Regions from separate parts of the Sus scrofa genome. Here region 2 is linked to region 1. Evidence: chromatin contacts called from public Hi-C data. All regions are on one chromosome and are shown on one strand. Each heading gives the region's core, a stretch centred on a gene start, on an enhancer-like site or on the middle of the called end of the contact. The rest is flanking DNA. Distances are from core to core; before and after follow the strand shown. Region 1 holds the start of EPS15 (epidermal growth factor receptor substrate 15). Region 2 holds the start of RNF11 (RING finger protein 11).

Evidence for each region. A called contact is a pair of places that touch in the nucleus more often than the background predicts.
Region 2: a Hi-C map of skeletal muscle shows a contact between it and region 1, with 5 times the contacts expected there. The contact joins the promoter of RNF11 here to the promoter of EPS15 in region 1. A contact is called at or near these places in 3 of 47 Hi-C or Micro-C datasets (embryonic fibroblasts, heart right ventricle and skeletal muscle).

The regions. Positions count from the first base shown.
Region 1 is chr6:160,650,986-160,656,410 of Sscrofa11.1, reverse strand. It overlaps EPS15 (epidermal growth factor receptor substrate 15), which reads right to left and starts at 2,516. Exons shown (of 24, transcript XM_021096667.1): 1 at 2,341-2,516. The coding sequence starts at 2,373.
Region 2 is chr6:160,908,567-160,913,991 of Sscrofa11.1, reverse strand. RNF11 (RING finger protein 11) reads left to right here and starts at 2,279. Exons shown (of 3, transcript XM_003482086.4): 1 at 2,279-2,938. The coding sequence starts at 2,816.

The DNA of each region.
Region 1 (5,425 bases), core at 1,267-3,766:
CTTTCTTCCAGATGGGCAGTGAAGGAGAGAGATGAAGTGAAAGAAGTCCCTGCCCTGAAGCATACCTATGTCTGTGTGTGCTGGGGGTGGAGTGGGGGTTGGTGTGATAGTAAACAGATCAATAATGAATGTGAAACCAGGTTGCATTGTTATTTCAGATTATTTGCCTCAAGCAGATAAAAAAATCAAAAAACACAAATCAGCCAAGTTTTTAAATAACAAGGAGGCACATTATAACAAATATATTAACATTTGGGAAGGTTCTTTTTCCTGAGCCTTTACAGTATATCTTATTCTCTCTTAATGTCTTAAAATCAAAATATTCTAAATTGATTTATTTAGATTTTCAATGTAAATGAACCATCAATGTTTGTTCTCTCATATGTGAAACACTGAAGGATTATATTCCTGATTCAGTATTTACTCTGTGTACAGGTTAATATTTAAATATATAACTGCAAGAACATACTTAAATTATTTAACTGTCTATAAAACTGACAGAGCCTGAAGAAAATATCCAGAGATGAATGAGAGTAAATAGAAACTAAAAACACAGTCTTACAGGAAGAGAATAAAGTAAGCACAAAACTAGGAAGCAAATCTATACAAGTCCTCAGGAGAACAAAATCTTCAGGAAAGGAAAACTCCTGCTGGAAATGGCTAACAGAGCCAGACAGCAACAGCCTGCCTAAAGGATCTTGTTTAATGGGTATCACTAACTAGACTATTAAAAAGTGAGCGCCCACTCCAAAAAAGTGAACACTCAAAAGTCAATGTTGCCATTTCTCAAATTTCAGGAATACCCTTACAAAGAGATTTGCCACCAAGACAAAATCCCCACATTCCAAGTATTCTTCCCCATTATGTGCTTGTCAAAATAGGATAAGCAACACCAGAGTGGGAAATAAACACACTTCACTTATGAAGCTGATAATTCCTGCAAGCTGAAGTTAATTTTTATTTTACCTGAGGCACGTGTTTACAATGTGATTCCTGGTTCCTGGGGAGAATATTTTTCACTCAGTCTATCTTAGAATGCTTGGCAAAATGCCCCCACGTCTCTTGCTCCCAACACGGAAAACTCTCCAGCCCAAATGTATAACCTATCCCCGTGTTTTGCCTTAGAAGCCCTGACAAATCCAGGCCAAGGAGACTACAAGGTGGCAGGGAAATACTACAGGGCAGGCAGGAAGGCTTGCATGGGCCCCAGCACAGAGGTGCAGAGCCACCAGCTCACTCGGGAGAAAGCAGGCTGAAAAGTAAGGCTGGGGTGGGTTTGGTCAAAAAAGTGGAAAGGGACTGACAGGTGCACATCCCCTCATCATCCTGTACATCATGGAAAGATTACAACAAGCTTTCTTTACAGAGAGGGGGGCACGAGGCTCCCAGGGAGAGTGAGGTTGAGCAGTTTTACGGGAAGCACGAGGACTGGGCTCTGAAGGAAGCAGAAAGGCAAGGAAAAGACCCTGAAAACAGGTTTTGGTGAAGATTCCCCCAGGATGAGCAAGTCGTTCCCAGCACCGAGACTGGAGGAACCATCACACCTGTTAAAGGATGACTCCCTGTTATCCGCGTGGACAGCGATGTTGACCCCACAGAGTAGGAGTGGTAGCACAACTGAGGGAAAGACTGAATCTGGGGATCTGACGCCGCACGAAACCTGATCAGGAGGGGAAGAGGCTGAATCCCAGGACGGGGCCAGCAGGGCAAGGGTGCGTGCGCTCCGGTGGGATGAGACTTATTTGGAAGAGAGCTGACTTAAGGAAACTACTGGGGAAGAGAGGGCTATCGCCGGACTCCAGCAGGAAAAGGCCGGTTTAGAAAGGAAAGCCTGGCTCGGAGGGGTCCTGGGTGTCCGGCTCGGGAAGGCGAGCCTCGTGAGGGACCGGGGCTGAGCCGGGGGGGCTGAGGCTGATCCGCGCGAGCTCAACAGGAGCTCACCTGGGGAGCGTGTGGCCTGGAAGGAGGAAACTTCCTGGGTGGGTGAAGGCGGACCGGAGTGAGAGAGGTGGGCACCGACCGAGCGGGGCGAGGGGCACCGAGGGGTCGAGGGGAGTGGGCGCCGCCTGGGGCGGCGCCGGGGCGCAAACTGGCCGGGGCGGGGTCTGGGCAGCCGCCGCGAAGCTGCCGGCTCGGGATGGCGCCCTCCCCCCGTCACACTCGCACACACACACGCGCGCACACACACACACAGACACGCGCGCGCGCGCTCCGTCTCGGTCGCCCCGCCCGCCCGCCCGGGCCCGAGAGAAACTGCCCGGGTCGGTGAACCACAGGGCAGTGGGGGAGGGGGCCAGGGACACCGGCCGACCAGCCCACTGGACGGGCGGGCCGCGTTACCTGTGTCAGGGAAAGCTGGGCCGCCGCAGCCATGGTGTTTCCATCATGCACGGGAGGAGAAGGAAGGACGAGCGGACGGGGTCTCCGGGGGAGGAGGAGGCGGAGGGAGCGGCCGGAGGCGAGGCCCGGGCAGGCGGGCGTCTCCCCGAACTTCGACAACTTCCCTCCTCTCGCCCGCCCCGCCCCGCCTGGCCCCGCCCGCCCGGCGCAGGCCGCGGCGGCCCCCAAATCCTGGCGCCGGAGTTGTTGCCACCGGACCGGAGCCTACTCTTGGGGCCGCCGGAGAAAACCCGGCCCGTAAAGAAATGAAGGTGGGCGGCCTGTGAAGATAGAGGCAGAGGCCGCTCTCCATTGTCCCGAGAACTTTAAGCAAGTCACCTGCCAACTCTAAGCTTCTGCTTCTGAAAAAAGGGGGAAATTATATCCAAAGTCCAGATTGCTTGTGAGGATTAAATGAGATCTTTATAAGAAATAACAGCACTTTATATATGTCAGAATCTATGTTAGACGCTTTATTTTTTAATTGTATAAATGAAGGGACTGAGACATAAATATATTGCACAAGTGAGGAAACTGAAACACAAATAGGTGTCACACGTAAGCTGGTTCGATAGCTGGTGAAGTAGAATCCACGTCTGACTCCAAAACTTTTCATTTAACCACCTGCTATTACAGTGTGATACCAACAAAGAAGACTCTAAAGTCATTCCCTCCGGGAGCTAGAGTCTACCTGGGAGGGGGAAAGAATGCTTTCCTGACCCACTTGCTGCCTCCCACACTCAGATTGTTCCATAAATGAGCACTGGGAGCTGCTCAGGTGCCTGCCGCATTCCTAAATCCTCCCCGGGTCCACCTGACAAACTCCTCTTACGTTCTCCAGAAACAACTCAAGGATCACGTCCTGTCCTTCGCAAAGCATCTCCCGACCTCCGCAAGTCGGAGCTACACACTCCTCTTTTTAACACTTCTTCTCTACGTTATGAAGTCACCACCCTGATGACCGTTTCCATCTGTCTGCTCTCTCGACTGGGAGCCTCAATGATAAGGACTGTTTCTGATACATAGAATGTGTTAGGTGTTCATTATAAGGCCTTAATTCCTGCCAAGTCAAACATGACACAGACTACACTTTCTTTGTCTCTTTTTAGGGCTGCACCTGCTGCATATGGAGGTTCCCAGGCTAGGGGCCAAATCGGAGCTGCAGCTGCCGGCCTATGCCACAGCTGCAGCAATGCCAGATCCGAGCCGCATCAGCGAACCACACCGCAGTTCACGGCAAAACTGGATGCTCAATCTGCTGAGCGAGGTCAGGGGTCAAACTTGCACCCTCATGGTTACTAGTCAGATTCGTTTTTCACTGAGCCATGACTGAAACTCCTATACTTTCTTTTTGTTTGTTTGTTTTGCTATTTCTTGAGCTGCTCCCGCAGCATATGGAGTTTCCCAGGCTAGAGGTCCAGTGGGAGCTATAGCCAACGGCCTACGCCAGAGCCACAGGAAGATGGGATCCCAGACGCGTCTGCAACCTACACCACAGCTCACGGCAACGCCGGATCCTCAACCCACTGAGCAAGGCCAGGGATAGAACCCTCAACCTCATGGTTCCTCGTCGGATTCGTTAACCACTGAGCCACGACAGGAACTCCAAGACTACACTTTCTTATGCTGCCTTCTTCACTTGAAATAACCAACCAGTTACTTGAAATCCTAATCTATAAAGACTTGGCTTGGGAGTTCCCAATGTGGCTCAGTGGAAACGATCGACTAGGAACCATGAGGTTTCAGGTTTGATCCCTGGGTTCGCTCAGTGGGTTAAGGATCCAGCATTGCTGTAAGTTGTGGGTAGTCGCATTCTTGGCTCACATCTGGTGTGGCTGTGGCATAGGCTGGCAGTTGTGGCTCCAATTTGACCCCTAGTCTGGGAATTTCCATATGCCCTGAGTGCAGCTCTAGAAAGCAAAAGCGGGAAAAAAAAAAAAAAAAAAAAGACTTGACTTGGAGTATGTGCCTGCCATCTACTTCAAGAAGCCTTCTAGGAAATCACACCCCACCTTAGCTGCTCTGATATGATCCTAACACTCTGACTTGTTTTTAAGAGTTAGTTGAGAGGCTTTTCTTCTTTTTTTTTTTTTTTTTAATTTGCTTTTTAGGGCCACACTGGTGGCATATGGAAGTTTCCAGGCCAGGGGTCAAAGTGGAACTACAGCTGCTGGCCTATGCTACAGCCACAGCAATGCCAAATCCAAGGTCTTGTCTTGGACCCACACCACAGCTCATGGCAATGCCAGATCCCCGACCTGCTAGCAAGGCCAGGAATGGAACCCAAATCCTCATGGTTACTAGTCAGATTCGTTTCCACCTCGCCACAATGGGAACTCCTGAGGGGGGTTTTCTATATCCCCACTAGACTGTAAAACCCATGAGGACAGAAGGCCAACTCCCAACTTCATCCCTCTCACAATTTGACCTAGCACAGAGAAGGCATCAGTAAATGTTTTTGCCAAGAATGGGTCTTCCTTTCTCAATCGTAATGGCTTCCCACAACAATGAAACACAACTCTATCAGGCCCACACCCCTATTATCATAATGGTCTCCATCTGATGCACCCTGAGGACCCACTGAACAAGGCCCAGGATGGAGGCAGCCCCACAAAAGGTTTTAGACCTTAACACCACAGGCAAACCATCCCAGAAATGCCCTCAGAAATTCCTGACTCTACTCAGGTCCCTTTTTACAAGGTCCATCCAACAAAGAGCCACTACTATGCTGGTCTCGTGAGCAACCACGTCTTCAAGAGAGTCTTCTTTGATCTCTTTTTGCTGTTATTCTTTTTAACTTAAGGGAGAAGGAGAAATACAATTTTAAATTATTCCCCACTCTCCTGGTACATTTATCAGCTCTAACCACCACTGATGTTTCTACTCTACTTTTCTAATTTACATCATCACTTTTGGACTTCACGACAATTCTGAAATGTAATAATCACCATACTCATTTTATAGATGAGGTAACTAAAGGTCCCAGAGGGTAGGTGATTCTCCCACGGTTATAAGCCAATAACCAAAATAGTACAGCATAGTGGAA
Region 2 (5,425 bases), core at 1,030-3,529, 260 kb before region 1:
ATAAAAGGGAATTTTGGCTAAACCCATTGATAGGATTTTTGCTGAAGGCAGGCCAAGGTGGCCAGATACTGAAGGAGGGGAATTCTGGCTAAACTGATTCAGCTAGATTCTTTCTAAAACTAGAATAAGTGGGCCAAGGACAGAACCCAAGGTTAGGGCCTTGAGGGCTTAGGGAGCTTGTCTAGAGTTGGGTCTTGGAAAATCTTTGTCACTTCAATATTCTTGTTACTTTTTCCATTTAAAATTAGTTCTTGGCGTTCCTCCTGTGGCACAGTGGATTAAGAATCTGACTGTAGCAGCTTAAGTCGCTGTGGAGGTACAGATTCGATCCCCAGCAAGTGGGTTACGGATCTGGTGCAGATGCAGCTCAGATTCAGTCCCTGGCCCAGGAACTTCCATATGCTCCAGTAAGGAATTAAAAAAAGAATAAAGAAAAAGAAAAGAAAAAAAAACCCTCTGGCTTACGAAGAAAGATTATTGTATAGCTACTTCCTTACAAACATATATGTGGATGCCAAAGGCATTTTTTCAAGATAAGTCTTCCCCCATTCCCCTGTTTTTATACTCTGAGAAAGGAATATCAGGATGAAAAAAGATGTAGTTCCTTTCCACAACTGGCGTATAATAAAGGTAACTGGTATATAATTCAAATCCTGGCTCTACCCCTCAATAGCCATGTGAAGCCATGTTTCTATTCCTGTAAAACAGGAATGTCAATACAAACCTTTCAGTGCCCAGGCTAATAAATGGAAATTATGACTTTATATCTATCTATCTTTCTTTCTATCATCTCTCCTCCCAAAACCTTTGATGAGGGTGGCAAAAGAACTTGTCTGTTTACTTTTCTTTCCAGCTGGACTCTGGGCTCCATCAAGAACAAGCTATGTTTCCCTAGTGCCTAGTATAGGGTCTAGTGTGAAAAAGAAAAAGAAAAAAAATCAGTAAATGATGAATGAAAGGAAAGAGAGTCAAGACTCACTTTTTGTCTTCTTGTCGAATGAATAACCATTAGGAACATTCTCATCCTTCTTATTTCTTTCCTTTACATACATTGCTTCTTGGGCTCTTGGTTCATTCAACTAAGAAGAGAGACTACTCTCCCTTAAGCAATGTGCCAGGCCCTGCACAGAGGAGAGACAGATGATTCAGCTTGATCAGACTGTAATAGAGAAAAGCTCAGGGAGAGGCAACTAGGCAACCAGACTCCACGATTAGGAGAGGCTTCCCAGTGGAACCAAAGTTGAGTCCAGGAAGGACAAGTGGGGATAATGTTTAGCTTGATGGGAGGTATAAGGTCAGAAGTGGGCGGAAGTGAGTTTCTGTCAGAGAAACAGTGTGGGTAAAGCCTTAGCGTTTTAACTTTTAAAAGGTAAAAGTTATCCCTTCTAGATAACTGGACTACTTTATTTAGGCATCCTAGAGTGTAGAATATGTCAGGGAACAATGTCTAATGAGATCGAGGAGGTAGCCAGATTTGTAAACCATTTAAGAATTAATGCTTAGCCATAACAGCATTGGGAAGCCATTGAAGATTTTAAAAAGTTTAAATTCCCCCTAGGGACATCAGCTTTACATTTTAAAAAGAAAACTGGACTGAACAAATAGTGGATTGAATAGGGGCAATGGTGAATGCAGGGGGAAGGGTTCCAAGTACAACAATAGAAATATGATGGTAACTTGTACTATGGTGGTGGGAATGGAAAGAAATAGAGCATTCAAGAACTATGTCTAGATACTCATGTTGCAACAGAACAAAGGGTGGGGGAAAAAACCTAATTGTAATGTATACATGTAAGGATAACCTGACCCCCTTGCTGTACAGTGGGAAAAAAAAAAAAAAGAAATAGAGCATTCAGTTAGTATAGTTGGAAGAAGAATCTTTCTGGCTGTGATATAGGAGGATCAGGAAGCGATTGGGGAGCTAGGAAAGTTTCCTTAATGAGTCTGGACTTTATTTGAAGGGATAAATGGTAAACCTTTTAATATGTTAATAATGGGAGTGATCCATTCAAATACGGGTTCATAAATAGATAACTAGGCAGAAGGTCGTGAGAAGACTGACAAAACAGCGTACAGGTGTGAAGTGAGGCAAGCGGGGAGGGAGCAGTGGATGTGGGGAGGCAAGGAGACCCAAGAGAGCTTTCAGAGGTTTCGGTCCCCAGCTAATTGTCGGAGAAGCAGAGACTGACGCAGCCCGGGGAACAGCTGTTGGGAACCGGGTAGGCGGGGCCGGCGCCGCCTACACCTCCCAACGCCGGGGGCGGGACCAGGGCACGCACGGCGGCGTGACGCAGGGCCGCAGCTGGCCTCGTTCTGGCCGCCGCCGCCGCTTTGAGGCGGTGTAGGATGAGGCCCGCGGCTGCGGCTCCGGCGTCGGCGGGGGCAGCAGCAGCTGAGGCAGCAGCTGAGGGAGCCGCGACGGCCGCGCCCCCCCCTCCTGACCTGGATTAGGCCCAACAGCTTCGTGGCCGCCGCCGCCCCGCGGGGGGGCGGGGTGGGGAAGTTCTTCGTCTCCCCGCCCCCCCCCCCCCCCGCCGCCGCCGCCGCCGCCGCCGCCTCGTAGGAGGCAGCCGCCGCCTCGTAGGAGGCAACCGCCGCGACCCCAGCCGAGCCCGCGGCCCAGCCTTAAGCCCCCAACCCCGGGGGCTGGCATGAGCGGCCCTTCGGCGGCGCCGGGGGGCGGGGGAGCCGCTGCCGCCTGAGCCCCGGCCTGCCACTCGACCCCACGTCGCTGACCGGGGCTGACCGCAGAGCGTGCGAAGGACCCCGCCGCTGCTTTCTTCCTCCCCTAGATCACACACCCCAACCCCAGAAGATGGGGAACTGCCTCAAATCCCCCACTTCAGATGACATCTCCCTGCTTCACGAGTCTCAGTCCGACCGGGCTAGCTTTGGCGAGGGGACGGAGCCGGATCAGGAGCCGCCGCCGCCATATCAGGTACGGAGGGTGTGTGTGGGGAAGGGGGGTGCGAGGAGCAGAGGCAGCTCTGGCCGAGGTCGTGGGGGCTTCGGGCTGTCACTGCCCTTGGTTTCGGTAAGACCTGGCCTCAGGGGCACTGACACGCTTAGGACTGAATTTGAGGGCGACTGCTCTTCACTTCCAGAAATAGGGGGACTCTTTCACCTCGATGTGGGGATGGTACTTCTGTCCTTGAGTTCTGAAATTCGGATATATGATTATGTCCCCTTGGCCGGTGGCTAGTGGTTAGCTTGTGGAGTTTGGAAGTGACATTTTCCTGCCTTTATGTCTGAGTCGTGGAGTCTGAACTGTGAGGTTTGGAGACGATTGCCACATCGCATCGCCAGGTGCGATGAATTATGGGTTGTGGATAGGTGGTTAACCCCCACCTCATTTATACTTCCAAGTGTGACCATCCTTTCCTCCCTACCTTGTTTGGATTAATTGGATCTGGTAGGATTAATTGGATCTGGTAAGCATTCATTTCTCCCTCAGCTCGGGAGATTTTCAGGTAGTTTTTTTGGTTCGAGCAGCACCAAGGATTACTTGTTTATATATATAGTAAATTAAAAATTTTAATCCTTAATCCTTTTGCTCCACCCCTATGACACACCTTTTAAACGCGCTGACTTAATAGAACGTGATTATCTTGAACTCTGGAAACCTTTAAACCTTACTTGAGAAATACCTTCTCTTACTTGTGGTTCTCCCTTTGTATCAAAGGCTTCTCTCCCAAACAGCTTCATTGCCTTTTGCACAGCAGTCAGCAGCTTCAGCTGTCTTTACACAATTAGTAAAGAGCTAAAGACCTCTTTAGAAAATTCAAAATAGATACGTAGATACTATAATACATAATATTTATGTATATATATAAACCTTTTGTCTAGTTTTTCAGTTTTAAATGATGTTGATTAAAAACTTTTTTCCCAGAAGGACTTGGATAGTTAAGTGCCTTAATTTTTTTCCTGAACAGGGTTTAGTTTTCTCCTTTGTTGTTTCATGTGGTGACATCATTATCTAGTGTTGTTCTTTTCTCATACCTATGTAAATCAGTGCCTCATCACACCAGAAAAACCTGATCACATATGCTAGTTTCCTGAATAAAACCCTTCGGAAACCTTTCATATATACCAGTAAAGTCCAGTCTTACTGTGGCATACAGAAACCTCCATGGTTTATTTTTCACATTCATATTCCTGGCCTATCAAATACAGCAGTCTGTTCACACCTCTCTGCCTTAGCTCCTTCCTCTGCTTGGAGCCCTTTCCCCAAGGTCGGCCAGGTGAACCTCTGATCCTCTTTGAGAACTCATCTGTATCTGAAGTCCCTACATTCCCCTCCCTTACACCTTGAATCCATCACTCCCTTCTTTGTGCCCCCGCCCCACAACCCTCTACACTTCCATAAGCAGCATATAGAATACTTAAGTGTTATCCTTGTTTAGTTAGATGTGTGTCTCATTCTTGAGGCATTTCTCTCTTCCAGTATAAGCTGCATGCAGGTAGGGTCCCCATGGTTCCTGTGTGTTGTATGCCCACCGTCTGGCTCAGTAACTGTGAAATAAATGACGACTGTAAGCCTTTGAGAATAGAGACAATGTCCCCAATGAATGAATTAATGAATTTGAATTCAGTATTAGTTTTGTAAGTTTATACACCCATTTCTTCCAAAGAATTCTCACAAGAGAAGTCTTAAAAAATTCAAAATAAATCTGGATGTTGTTCTGAATCTTTGAAGCAAGTACATTGTTTATATTTCACTCTTGGTTTTCTTCATAAATGCTATAGGTCATTGTGCTTATTTCAGTTTCATAAGCATATTTTCTTAGATGTTTGATATTTATTTCAAAATCTCCTGTGTTCCCTAGCCACCTTCCAGGAAAGTCAAATATCTTTGACTTACTGCCCTCTTTCTCTTATGTCCTTATGGTAATACAGTGTTAAGGATAACTTTTTTAGAATTTGTGGAGATCGTATTTGCCTATTCGAGGAGGATAAGGTAGAGTTTTTGTTGGTATCATGAAGAAACTTTTTTTGAAACATGTTATTTGTGACAGTGGGAGTTTTTTGTGGTTGCCCCTTCTTGAAATGAATAACCCAGATACTGATATGCAAATTTAGTATCAGTTGGAACGGAGTAATTTCTTTAAAAGACAGGAGCATAAAAAGAAACTTTCGTAGAAAAAAATTTTGTCTTACTTAAAGGAATGGTAAATTTAAAAACGGTAAATTCAAACGATCTAAAAGATCTAAGAAATACCAATCCAAGGTAAATGATTTACATTTTCATTAAACAGAACTTTTTTTCTTCAAAAATAATGTATAATTAACAGGACTATGGAAATAATTGGATTATTTCTTTAAAAATGGTTGCAGCTACCATAGGATTTTTTTTTAATTGTAGAAGAAACTAATTATATGGAGTTCCCGTCGTGGCTCAGTGGTTAACGAATTGGACTAGGAACCA